Linked DNA regions of Mus musculus: regions 1, 3 and 4 are each linked to region 2. A link is a contact called in public Hi-C and promoter capture Hi-C data. All regions are on one chromosome and are shown on one strand. The core of a region is the stretch at or near the end of the contact, and the rest is flanking DNA. Distances in the headings are between cores, read along the strand shown. Region 1 holds the start of Cul7 (cullin 7). Region 2 holds the start of Tomm6os (translocase of outer mitochondrial membrane 6, opposite strand). Region 3 holds the start of Mea1 (male enhanced antigen 1). Region 4 holds the start of Mad2l1bp (MAD2L1 binding protein).

Region 1 (2,869 bases), core at 363-2,862, 1.0 Mb before region 2:
AGAGAGCGAGCCTGGCCGGGGAGCCCAGTATATCCGAGCTGCAGGTATGGGCACAAAAGCTACACACATCCCACAATTGGGATAGCACTATTCTGGGAACCCTTTAGACTCACATCTGTTCCAGGACAGGAAGAAACAAACAATGAGAGGATCAATCTGTGCTTTGTTTTAGCCTAGATCATAGTGTATGATCTTCTGTGTTTCATGTGCCCCCCCAAGGGCAAAGGAAGGGTGGCATGTGGCCTCAGATCCCCATGGAAACCTCCCTCTGATTTGTGGAAGGTGGCCAAGCTGTTTCCCCTTCCCCAGGGACATGCGGTGTGCTGCTTCGGAAGGTGAACGGGACAGCCATTATCCAGCTGCCCTCGAAGAGGCAAATGCAGGTGTGTATGGGCACAGATGGGAGGGGTCAGCAAAGAAGGAAGTTTTGGCCGGGCAGTGGTGACGCATGCCTTTAATCCCAGCACTTGGGAGGCAGAGGCAGGTGGATTTCTGAGTTCAAGGCCAGCTTGGTCTACAGAGTGAGTTCCAGGACAGCCAGGGCTACACAGAGAAACCCTACCTCAAAAAACAAAAAGAAAAAGAGAAGGAAGTTTTAGAATGTCCCTCAGTGTCTCCCAAGTGTTTATGATGCCAGGCAGTGCCTCCCTCTGTGTCTGCTCTGTTTCTGCTACCTGACTAAGCATGCCATATCAGGCTGGAACTTTAGAGTCGAGATGCCCTTCCCAGCCAGGCCGGGCCATCCGTGTCTGTAACCCCAGCATCCCAGACACTGAGGCAAAAGAAGCAAGCCACCTAGGCTTTCTCAAAAAACCAGAAAAAGACGTAGGTTGAACCACCAGGTTGGAACTGGCTTTTAATCCCATCTCTCAAGAGTCAGAGGCAGGGGTGTCTTGGTGCAGTGCCAGGTCAGCCAAGACTACATACCTTCCCAGACCCTGACTCCAAAAGAAAACCACAGACACAAACATAGATATGGGGAGTCTTTTCCTTAACTTTTAATTCATTGTTGGACCCACGTTTATATTCTAATGTTTTGTGTTTCTCCCTTCTCCCGTCCCTCATTGAGTGTAAGAAGTCACCCAGAGTAGTGTTCCCAACACTGCCCTGCCAGCCTCGTGTCCCCACCGGTGCGTTCTTGTCTGCTTCTCTTGTCAGGTGCTGGAGTCATGCACTGCAACTGTAGGCCGAGTATCCAACGTTAACCATAACCAGCGGGTCATCGGCAAGGCAGGAAGGAACCGCTGGCTGGGCAAGAGGCCTAACAGTGGGCTGTGGCAACGCAAGGGAGGCTGGGCCGGCCGAAAGATTCGGCCACTACCACCCATGAAGAGTTATGTGAAGCTGCCCTCCGCTGCTGCCCAAAACTGATTGCCCTGGACTCTAATAAAATGTCTCTTGTTTTTATCTCTTACTACCTTTTCACTTGGGAGGGCGCGGTACAGAATGGACAAGAAGTAAACAGGGATAGAGGGAAGAGGATGGAAAAACGGATGGGGAGGGGGCAGAAATGACCTCCAAGGTCCTATCCAGTTCTGGCTTTGGGAAATGGGAAGGCACTTCCGGCAGCAGGAAGGAGGACTAAGAGGAAGAGGAAAGGGCGGTGCAGGACTGGAGGGCTGCGTCGTCCAGGTGGCACCCGCTACTCCGCCCGCTGATGGCCCCCGGCCCCCAGCTTTCCGCTAAATCAGGCGGAAGCGAGCGGTGGCTGGAGCAGGCGGCGGAGCCTCGGAGCGCCTGGAGCACCAGCCAGGACTAGGCTCCACCCTGCAGCAGGCAGTGCGCCGGCGCGCCTCGGAGGCCTCTGCTGGTCACGCCCTCTGCCCGCCTGTCTCCTGCAGAGGCACGCCCCCTCCTCTGCGCCTAGACCCCTTCAGGGGGCCCAGGCGGGGCCCAAACACTCGCCAGCGCCGCAGCCGCCATCGTGTTCCGCGCGTCCCTAGCTCTGCAAAGGACAGGCCTCGCGCCAGGATCCCGGCGGACTTCTGAGGTGGCCAGAGCCCCACCGCAGCCCCTGCCCCTATTCTGGGCTTCCGATCGACCGCGGAGCCTCGCGTCTCCTTCCCAACCGTGCTTCGGGACTATCCTTTACTGGGCCTACCTCCCCATCCTATCCCACCACGCCCTTTCCGGACCTTCTCGGGTCTTGATTCCCATCCACCAAGCCTCGCGCCGCTTATCCATCGGACCCCTGATGCACCCTTCTCCCGGCCTCGCGCCTCTGGTCATGGATGTCTCCCATACCTTCCCCTTCTCCCAGCCCATCGTGCTTTGCTGATGGCCATTTCTGTGCCCTTTCCTTTGGGCCTCACAATCCAGTGCTTCAATTTAGAGACCGCATCCCCCTCCGACACAGTTCTGGGCCCCCACACACCCGTTTCCCTAAATTACTTTTATCTGTCCCAGGACCTTGGGCTTCATTTGTAAATCCAACACTGCTCTATGCCACTGCCCTTCCGGGTGTTCCGAACCAAACCCACTCGAGGCTGCGAGCCTTAGAGACCTCTTAGCTCCAATATTTTGCTCTTGAATAACAAACTCCGCAATGTTCTTCTGTCCAGTCCAGGTCTCACCGGCCGAAGCAGGCCCAACTTTACCCCACCCAGAATAACAGCTGTTGCTGCTTTCGCTCCTCCAACTCCTGGATGCCCTTGTTTTCTGACCTCCCTCTCACTCTAGCTTGCCTTTTCTCTCTTCCTTGTGTGTCTCAGGTGCCACGATGGTAGGGGAGCTACGATACAGGGAATTCAGGGTGCCCCTGGGGCCTGGCTTGCACGCGTATCCGGATGAATTGATCCGCCAACGGGTTGGCCATAATGGGCACCCCGAGTATCAGATCCGCTGGCTCATCCTCAGGCGCGGGGATGAT
Region 2 (2,710 bases), core at 113-2,612:
GTTCCCTGGTACAGGAGTCTTTCTGTGCTGGTTTCTGCGTGCCTGGAAGAACACCAGACAGCAGCACCAGTGTGAATTTCAGGGTAGGGAGCACCTTTGTTTGTGAAGGAAGCTGCTTCCTTGTGCTCCCTGACACGTTTGTCTCCACCCACACATCACTGTCCACTCCTGCCACCAGGTCTCACTCTATCCCAACAATGCCTCCCTGGTCCCTGGAGAACCCACCTGGCAAACTAAAACGACAACCACCACCTTCTTCCTACAGGAAGACTCAGCAGTAGGAACTGCTCAAGAATCAGCTTTGCGGCACGTGTGCATCCCTGGGAAGTGGGTGGTCCCATTCCCATTTCATCTCCACTGCAGATCATGTTTGGGGCTCATGCCTGTCTCTTGAGTGTGAAATACAAGTCATGTTTATTTGATTTTTGTAAGCGGACTTTTTACACCTTGTTTTTGTAATAAGTTTCTTATTAAAAGAATAAAATACCTGTCTTTTATGTGCAGGCTTTATTTGAAATCTTTTTCAAGAACCATTACTACTCTTCAGGACAAGGGCAAGGACCATCTTCTGCAGAAAGTTGGGAACTGCACACAGAACCGTGCAGAGGCAACATCTCAGCCGACACTGGGGGATGGGGGGGCAGTGGGGGGGGGTTCAGGCAAGGAGAGGGAGTCAACTTCAGCTGCCACTCAGGTAGGATCTTGTGGTCACAGACAGTAGGCTGTCTTTGGAAAGTCTGAATACACAGGAGTTCCATTCTCTGTAAGCAGATAACAGCATCAGAAACGGGGAAACACAGGAGAACTGCTCTCACCTAGAAACACAAGGGCAAGGCTTTACCCCAAGAATCTTCCCTACTTCTGTGACTAGCTGACAGAACATACTGCTGTCTTCATCTTTTAGGATTCCTGAAATAGGCAGGGGAAAGTGAAGTCTTACCTGGCTACACCCCTGGCTGAGGGGCCATCAAATCAATGTCACTCAAGTTCCTGGCCAGCCAGACTCCCGCAGCAAAGAGTCCCAAATTGAGGATCAAGTTCCTGGGTCAAGAATACATTTCATTAACCCTACAGTCCGAGAGTCTCATGCAGCTAATGACATACTATGGCAAGTTTCCTCTCAGCACCACCTTCTGGAGGTGCTGACTGACACCTGATACAGGGGTATGTCCTCCTAATATGCACATGAGAATTTTACGTTCGCATCTACTAACACAAGCCAAGGCCAACTTAGTACTCTGCGGGGGCTAAAATTTGCTTATGCGTTGGCACCCCTTCCCTGCCTTCTAGGTTAGGGCGATTTCTTTAAAAATATGACGTTCTTTAATTTGTGTATGTGCGTGCGCGTGCACGCGACACAGCGCACGTGTGGAGGTCAGTACAACCCGCAGGGGTTGGTCTCTTCTTGTACCCTGCGGGTCTCATGGATCGGCGGGTCCCATGGATCCCAAATCCTCAGGCTTGGCGTCTGAACTATCGCTGTAGCCCGGAGCGTCATTCCTTGAAAGCCACGTGACAGGGTGTCTTTTGCCACCACGAGACCACAAGGTTCTCAAAGCGATAAAACCTCTGGGGATGCATGCCAGACTCACCAGGTAAGGAAATACAAGTTTAAGTTTATGAGGACCAGAGACGGCCCGGGCTTGGTTACCTCCGGAAGTCGTTTCGATCGGTGGCGAAGCGGAAGACACCGCGGAGCCAGTCTCCCACGTTGTCTGGAACCTCTGAGGCCTCGCTGGCCGACCCGGCGGCGCTCACCGTCACTCCGCTGGAAGCCATACCAGCACTAAGCACGTACCAACCGAGCGTCGCACCGGGTCGTCGCAAGCCGATTGCGCAACTTCCGATCTCCGCACTTCCGCCGATCAGCGTAAGAAATGAGCGAGAAGGCCCGCCCCCACCTCCTCCAGGAGTTCGTAGAGCCAGGACGCCTGATCGGAGGCGGAGCCCCGCGGCCCCGCCTCCCAGGGACGGGGGTCGGTTCCCAGTGCTGCTCTACAACCCAGTTAGTTTAAGCAAGGTGATGACGGTGAGGCTAGCCCAGCCTCTGCGGATAGGGGTTAGCTCACCCTGTAGGCGCTGGGCAGTGGGATGCTCCCAAGAAAGTGTCTTTCAGGTCAGAGAGCGTGCAGTACCAATGGGATTATCCCGCGTGCCTGGCTGCCTTCTGTGTCCGGTCTTTACACAGCACAGCCTTGTTATCTCGCTACATAAGTCCCCCCACCCCACCCCACCCCAATCCCACCACCCTGATCTCCAGGCCGCGCCACTAACAAATGGTGCAGTGCTTCCTGGAGATGTCTCTGTCATCTGCTTGCAGGTTTTCGGGGGTCTTCCAGGGCTCTGGAAGGCGCTGGCCAAAGAAAAAGCCTTCGGGTTCCGACTCAGAGGAAGAGGAGCAGGTGGGGCAGGGGCTGTCCTCTATGGGACTCCCGGGTGTCTGTGGGCCGTCTCTATCCTGCCGTTTGGATGCCCCATTCAGGGTTTCCAGGGTGAGAGTGGGAACTGCAGAGAGAAGCGCAGCTCGGGAGGTGATCTTGTCATCCGAGGAGGCACGGTTCCAGCCGACGCTTGGATCGGGTCCTTCTTCCTCTGTTCCAAACCCATCAGAAATGCCCATCTCAGAGCCCCCAAGTCCTTGTGCAAGAGGCGGGCCAGGGTTGCGTGCAGCCTCCCGCCCCGCCCCAGGCTGTGCCGTGCGCGCCACCGC
Region 3 (2,860 bases), core at 39-2,538, 1.0 Mb before region 2:
GGCAGGGGGATGTCTGTGTAATTAAGGTCAGCCACCTGGGTCTACACAGTAAGTCCCAAATTAGCCAGAGCTACAAGAACCTGTCTCAAAAAAAAAAAACAAACAAAAAATAGAGAAAGAAAGGAAAGAACGTGGTGGTGGAGAGCCTATCAACCTCCTTCATATCTTTTACTCTCCTTTGAAAGTAAGTCCAGATAAAACGAAAATGCACAAAGATAAGACTACAATCCCAGTGGCAGACGGAGGAAGACTCCATCTTCCTAAGGAGAACTCGGAGGCAGGAGGTTATACGTTATCTCTGGGTCTCCAGCATTTCCCACCAATAGGCCATTTTCAACATCCCAGCCCCTGAGGTCGGCTTCCCCTCCCTGCTCGCGCCCCTTCCCTTCTTAATTTCCCGAGAGCCTTGCAGTTCCTCCTCCCACCACTTCAAGGTCCACACCAGAGCCCTCTAACTCGTCTAAGTTCACGAAGGGAAGCAAGCCATTCTTATCCCCTGCCAACCATACCGCTCTGTGAATGAGACTGGTCTCCGGTTGTAGTCCACCTTTCTCAGCCGCCCCTCCCCCACGACGCCACACTGCCCCCTCCCCCTGCCATTATGCTCAGCTTCCTGATTCTCTTCGGAACCCACTCGTCCACTTCTCTCAGCGCTTCCTCCAGCCACCAGGTCTCTCCCACCCGTCTCCAGGCCATTTTCCCCTAACCCTTTCGCGGACCATTAACACTCCTCTTTCCCAGCATCCCCCTAGCTCCCTCCCCACCCCCAGCTCAGCCTTCTCAGCCCCTCCCGCGCGGCCCCAGCCGTAGGCAATGGGCGTCGCCTGTCCCTTCAATTTTCCTCATCCCCCCAACCCATCCCAGGCTACCTGCCAGGCCGGGCCGGGGTGGGGCCGCGGGTCCTCGCGCTGCCAGCAGCCTAGAACCCGTTGCCCGCCAACCGATTCCTCGGTCCCCAACGAGATAAACACTGCCAGACTTCGTCCTTCCGGCGGGCAGCGGGACGCGCACGTGCAGTGAGAATTGCCGGCCCGACAGCTTCAGGGACTTGTAGTCCACGAATTACCCCAGGGCCGAAAGATGGGGAGCGGGTGGGCGGGGCCGGTTTGTGCGCATGCGCAGAACACCAGTTCACGTCGCACGCCTGAGGGTCACTGGGTAATGTAGTTCTTTGTGGTCCGGGCAGGGGATGGCGGAGGCGGGGCAAGAGGCGGACTTGTCCTCGCTTGCGTCAGTCTCGGGCACGGGGCGGGGCTGGAGGACTAAGAGCCCCAGCATGTCCTGCCCCGCCGGAAGTGAAGGTGCGGGTCCGGCTGTGGGCTCTGAGAGGGTGAGGCGCGAGGAAATACCAACGCCGAGAATCAGTGGGGCGGGTAGGGGACTCTGTAGCTGGGGCCATTGAAGGGGAGACCCTGGGCCTGAAGGGGTTTTTGCCAGGCGGTACTACACTCCCCCGGAATAGAGGGAATGAGGGGCGGGGACGCGCTATGGTGGGTAGCCTGGCGACCAGCAGTTACCTCCAGAGGAGGGGCGTGGTGAGAGGGGCGAGGTTCTGGGAAGAGGCTTTTAGGAAGAGGTGAAACCCTCCGGTGGTCGGTTCATTTAGGAATCGGGCGAGTTAAAGACGTGTGTGCTCCAGCTCAATATGAGAACCCAAACTTGAGACAGGGAGGCAGGAGAGACGGGAGGAAGATGCAAGTTCCATGCGAGAGGGAAGTGGGTGGCTGAACGTGAAAGGAGACCTGGTTTCATCCCATCCCTATCCCGCCTTTCTGTCCCTGCAGCCCCTGCCCGGATGGCAGCAGTAGTTCTAGGGGGAGACACCATGGGCCCTGAGCGTATCTTCCCCAATCAGACTGAGGACTTAGGGCCACATCAGGGTCCTACAGAAGGAACTGGGGATTGGAGCAGTGAAGAACCCGAGGAAGAGCAGGAGGAAACAGGAGCAGGCCCAGCAGGCTACTCGTACCAGCCCCTCAATCAAGACCCTGAACAAGAAGAGGTGGAATTGGCACCAGTGGGTGAAGGAGAAGATGGAGCTGCTGACATCCAAGATCGGATCCAGGTATGGTGGAGGATGCTGTTACTAAGCAGATGAGATGGAATGTACCAACAGCTGTTTATCATAATGGCAGGGGGAGGGGCGCCTAACAAATTATCTTCTCTGGTTCTGCAGGCCCTGGGGCTTCATCTGCCAGACCCTCCATTGGAGAGTGAGGATGAAGATGAGGAGGGAGCCGCCGCATTGAGCAGCCACAGCTCTATCCCCATGGACCCAGGTACAAAAACAACCAAAGCTCATTCCTTCATTTAGAAATAATTACCAAAAACTAGTAAGAACTGGGCATGGTGGTGCACACCTTTAATCCCAGCGCTCATGAGGCAGAGGCAGGCTGGTGGTCTCCTGGTCTACAGAGCAAATTCCAGGAGAGTCAGGGCTGCACAGAGAAAAACCGAATACAATGCCCCCCATTCTCCCCCTCACCCCCAAACAAGATCACTTTATTCCTAAAAATTTCGTTACCTGAGATTTTGTGGACTTCAGAATCTAAGTGAAATGCTGTCTCACTAGACTTGGGAATGGGCAGACCTGGCAATAATGAGGGCGTGATGATGTGTTGGGGGTCTTGGGCTGACTGAGGCACTAGGGAGAGAGGAGCTGGTCCCGTTCTTTTTTTTTTTTTTTTTTTTTTTTTTGGGTTTTCGAGACAGGGTTTCTCTGTATAGCCCTGGCTGTCCTGGAGCTCACTTTGTAGACCAGGCTGGCCTCGAACTCAGAAATCCGCCTGCCTCTGCCTCCCGAGTGCTGGGATTAAAGGCGTGCGCCACCACGCCCGGCTGCTGGTCCCGTTCTTTATTC
Region 4 (2,843 bases), core at 296-2,795, 1.5 Mb before region 2:
AGGCAGAGGCAGGCAGATTTCTGAGTTCGAGGCCAGCCTGGTCTACAAAGTGAGTTCCACGACAGCCAGGGCTATACAGGGAAACCCTGTCTCGAAAAAAAAAAATTAATTAAAGAAGATCAAACTCATGTGCTGGAGAGATGGCTCAGCAGTTAAGAGCACTAACTGCTGCTCTTCCAAAGGTCCTGAGTTCAAATCTCAGCAACCACATGGTGGCTCACAACCATCCCTAATGAGATCTGACTCCCTCTTCTGGAGTGTCTGAAGACAGCTACAGTGTACCTACATATAATAAATAAGCACACGCCTTTAATCCCAGCACTTGGGAGGCAGAGGCAGGCGGATTTCTGAGTTCAAGGCCAGCCTGGTGTACAAAGTGAGTTCTAGGACAGCCAGGGCTATACAGAGAAACCCTGTCTCAAAGAAAACCATAAACAAACAAACAAACCCTTGTGCCAGAGTGAGCAGGGCCGGAGCGGGCAGAAAATGTCCTGAGTTTGATTCCCAGGAATCACATGATGGCTCACAACCATCAGTACAGCTCCAAAAAGAACTAATAATATCCTCATACAACCGGTAATAGGAAGAGTCTCAGAAAAAGAACAAGAGAAAAAAGGGAGAGACCCAAGTGCAGAGAAAATGAGGCAAGGAAGGCTCTGCAAAAGCCTAGACTTGCAGGGAGGCTGAAGACATCTTAGGTCACTTTTCTACTTCCCCATCATCTATGAGCCACAAAGTCTTCCCACCAATTTTCTCAGAAAGCCTGCACATACCTGGGGAACTTTCCGGTAGAAGTGCTTCAGCTGTTCATAGGGCAGAGGGAGCTGATGGCGCTGGTACAGGATATGCTTGAGAAGTTCACAAGTAAACTGGCAGCAGTCTTCCTGGCTCACAGGCCCGGGAAACACCACCGGCACCAGGTCTCTTGGGCAAAAGGGCTCCGCAGGATTGGAAGGTTCCTGGGCTGGCGGGATGACAGTCTCAAGATCTACTTCAGGAGCATGAGTTTCTTCCGGCTTCTCATACCAATCCAAATCTAGTCCATAAGTGAAAAGGTAAAGAAAGGGGAGGGGTTGTCAAAGTCAGCGTTAGTCTTAGCGTTCCCAGAGGCTCCATCAGCAGACACTCCCATAGGTGACAGGAAACCTGATACTGGCCGGGGACGATTTAAGTGACATCAGGGACAGGAAAGGGGGCTTTAGAAGACTGAGACTAATGTTTCGGTATGAAATATCAGGGGCAGAACACCCAAGGGGACAGGGCAGGAAAAACAATTCCACTTAAGGGCGAGGGAGTGACTTGCAGAGATAGGGCGGACTGGGACACCAGGAACAAGGACAGAAAGGAACGACGGAGGAAACGTCAGCCACTAAATGCATCTGGGGAGGTAGCAGCAGGGAAGAAACGAGTCCCCAAGTTATGGATCCCACGCCTTACTTGGGGCAGCAGCAGGGGACAGTTCGGACATATCCTCCTCACCGGACGCAGCCATCGCGACTGCCAGCCTAGTCGTCCTGCGGTTAAAATAGACGCCCCGCAAAGAATCATGGGAAGCTTAAGCTCCACTTCCGGCTCTTACCAGCCAGAAGGGACTCAGCGCAGCCGCTGAATGGTGGAGGTTGGAGATGACTTGAACCACACCCAAGCCGGGGAGCTCTTGGCCCCTCCCACTTAGGCGACCCAGTCGTCCCCTGGGGCTGGGGATGCCTTCATTTTTTTTTTTTTTTTTTCTCAGCAATAGTTTCCAGCACCCACCCCGCCCCCAACCCCCCATTCTGGAATGTCCTTAGAGATAGAGCCAAGATTAAGTAAACTAGAAGTTCACCTACCCCTCCCTGGAATTCGCTTAATAGTGCTTTAAATCCAGCCTTTGAACTCACTTCGGGGTCTCTCTATCTTGGTAATGGGAGACTCCAGCATGTTGGACTTCTGCAGAATAAAACACTCTTTGTGTTTACATACTGTTTGAGTCTGGGTTATCTTTCTTGAGCAAATCATAGACCCTTTTTTTTTTTTCTTTTGGTTTTTCCAGACAGGGTTTCTCTGTATAGTCCTGGCTGTCCTGGAACTCACTTTGTAGACCAGGATGGCCTCGAACTCAGAAATCCACCTGCCTCTGCCTCCCAAATGCTGGGATTAAAGGCGTGCACCACCACGCCCGTCATAGACCCTTATAATACTATAAAGAGTTAAGGTTTTTAGCAGGACAGTGGCGGTGCACGCCTTTAATCCCAGCACTCAGGAGGCAGAGTTCCTGAGTTCCAGGCCTACCTGAATTGTTAAGGTGGTAATAGATAAACGGCATCAAGGTCATGACAGGAATTCCCAAGTGAAGTTTGAACTTGATCTCACATAGGGGGATGAATAAGCTTTTTCAAAGTAGGGCAGGAAGGAATCCTGGGAGATGCCACAGACATAAGGAAGCTTGCTGCCAAGCTCGATGACCTGAGTTCAAACAGGACCCACAAAGTGAAAGGAGAGACTAGAGTCCCTCTACACCACTATGTAACAGGCTCACTCACAAACACAAATGGGGAAGTGACGCGAGTACATTAACATGTTATGGCTGGGTATGGTCATATCAGCTTTAATCCCAGCACTGGGGAGGCAGAGGCAGGTAGATCTAGAGTTTGAGGCCAGCCTGGTCTACAGAGTGAATTCCAGGATATCCAGGGCTATACTGAGAGTCCCTGTGTCAAAAAAAAAAAAGGGGGGGGGTTTATAAGGTCAAACATGTAACGATAATAAATAAGTTCTTTGTTGTTGCTGTTGTTTTTCAAGACAGGGTTTCTCTGTGTAGCCCTGGCTGTCCAGAACTCATTCTGTAGACCAGGCTGGCCTCG

What was found. Promoter capture Hi-C pulls out the DNA fragments that hold promoters and counts their contacts. A called contact is a pair of places that touch in the nucleus more often than the background predicts.
Region 1: a Hi-C map of CD8 T cells shows a contact between it and region 2, with 4 times the contacts expected there. The contact joins the promoter of Cul7 here to the promoter of Tomm6os in region 2. A contact is called at or near these places in 1 of 39 promoter capture datasets (liver), 3 of 484 Hi-C or Micro-C datasets (CD4 T cells, CD8 T cells and regulatory T cells) and 4 of 115 datasets of contacts at active chromatin or transcription factors (astrocytes, embryonic forebrain, embryonic stem cells and 1 more).
Region 3: a contact with region 2 is called in a promoter capture Hi-C map of pre-B cells, with 2.9 times the contacts expected there. The contact joins the promoter of Mea1 here to the promoter of Tomm6os in region 2. A contact is called at or near these places in 3 of 39 promoter capture datasets (liver and pre-B cells) and 1 of 115 datasets of contacts at active chromatin or transcription factors (bone marrow-derived macrophages).
Region 4: a contact with region 2 is called in a promoter capture Hi-C map of liver, with 3 times the contacts expected there. The contact joins the promoter of Mad2l1bp here to the promoter of Tomm6os in region 2. A contact is called at or near these places in 4 of 39 promoter capture datasets (hippocampal neurons, liver and pre-B cells) and 1 of 115 datasets of contacts at active chromatin or transcription factors (astrocytes).

What each region holds. Positions count from the first base shown.
Region 1 is chr17:46,648,726-46,651,594 of GRCm38.p6, forward strand. It overlaps Cul7 (cullin 7), which reads left to right and starts at 1,613. Exons shown (of 26, transcript NM_025611.5): 1 at 1,613-1,990; 2 at 2,712-2,869. The coding sequence starts at 2,720. It overlaps Mrpl2 (mitochondrial ribosomal protein L2), which reads left to right. Exons shown (of 7, transcript NM_025302.4): 5 at 1-44; 6 at 310-383; 7 at 1,159-1,407. The coding sequence ends at 1,371.
Region 2 is chr17:47,686,248-47,688,957 of GRCm38.p6, forward strand. Tomm6os (translocase of outer mitochondrial membrane 6, opposite strand) reads left to right here and starts at 1,363. Exons shown (of 3, transcript NR_045945.1): 1 at 1,363-1,870; 2 at 2,321-2,402; 3 at 2,483-2,710. Gm20517 (predicted gene 20517) reads left to right here. Exons shown (of 9, transcript NR_157366.1): 9 at 1-492. It overlaps Usp49 (ubiquitin specific peptidase 49), which reads left to right. Exons shown (of 7, transcript NM_198421.2): 7 at 1-492. It overlaps Tomm6 (translocase of outer mitochondrial membrane 6), which reads right to left and starts at 2,139. Exons shown (of 3, transcript NM_025365.3): 1 at 1,652-2,139; 2 at 941-1,041; 3 at 398-761. The coding sequence starts at 1,779. The coding sequence ends at 945. It also overlaps Prickle4 and a transcript of Frs3 not described here.
Region 3 is chr17:46,679,833-46,682,692 of GRCm38.p6, forward strand. Mea1 (male enhanced antigen 1) reads left to right here and starts at 1,289. Exons shown (of 4, transcript NM_010787.2): 1 at 1,289-1,373; 2 at 1,785-2,065; 3 at 2,177-2,279. The coding sequence starts at 1,796. It overlaps Klhdc3 (kelch domain containing 3), which reads right to left and starts at 1,098. Exons shown (of 12, transcript NM_027910.3): 1 at 870-1,098.
Region 4 is chr17:46,152,006-46,154,848 of GRCm38.p6, forward strand. It overlaps Mad2l1bp (MAD2L1 binding protein), which reads right to left and starts at 1,546. Exons shown (of 3, transcript NM_025649.3): 1 at 1,438-1,546; 2 at 774-1,036. The coding sequence starts at 1,492.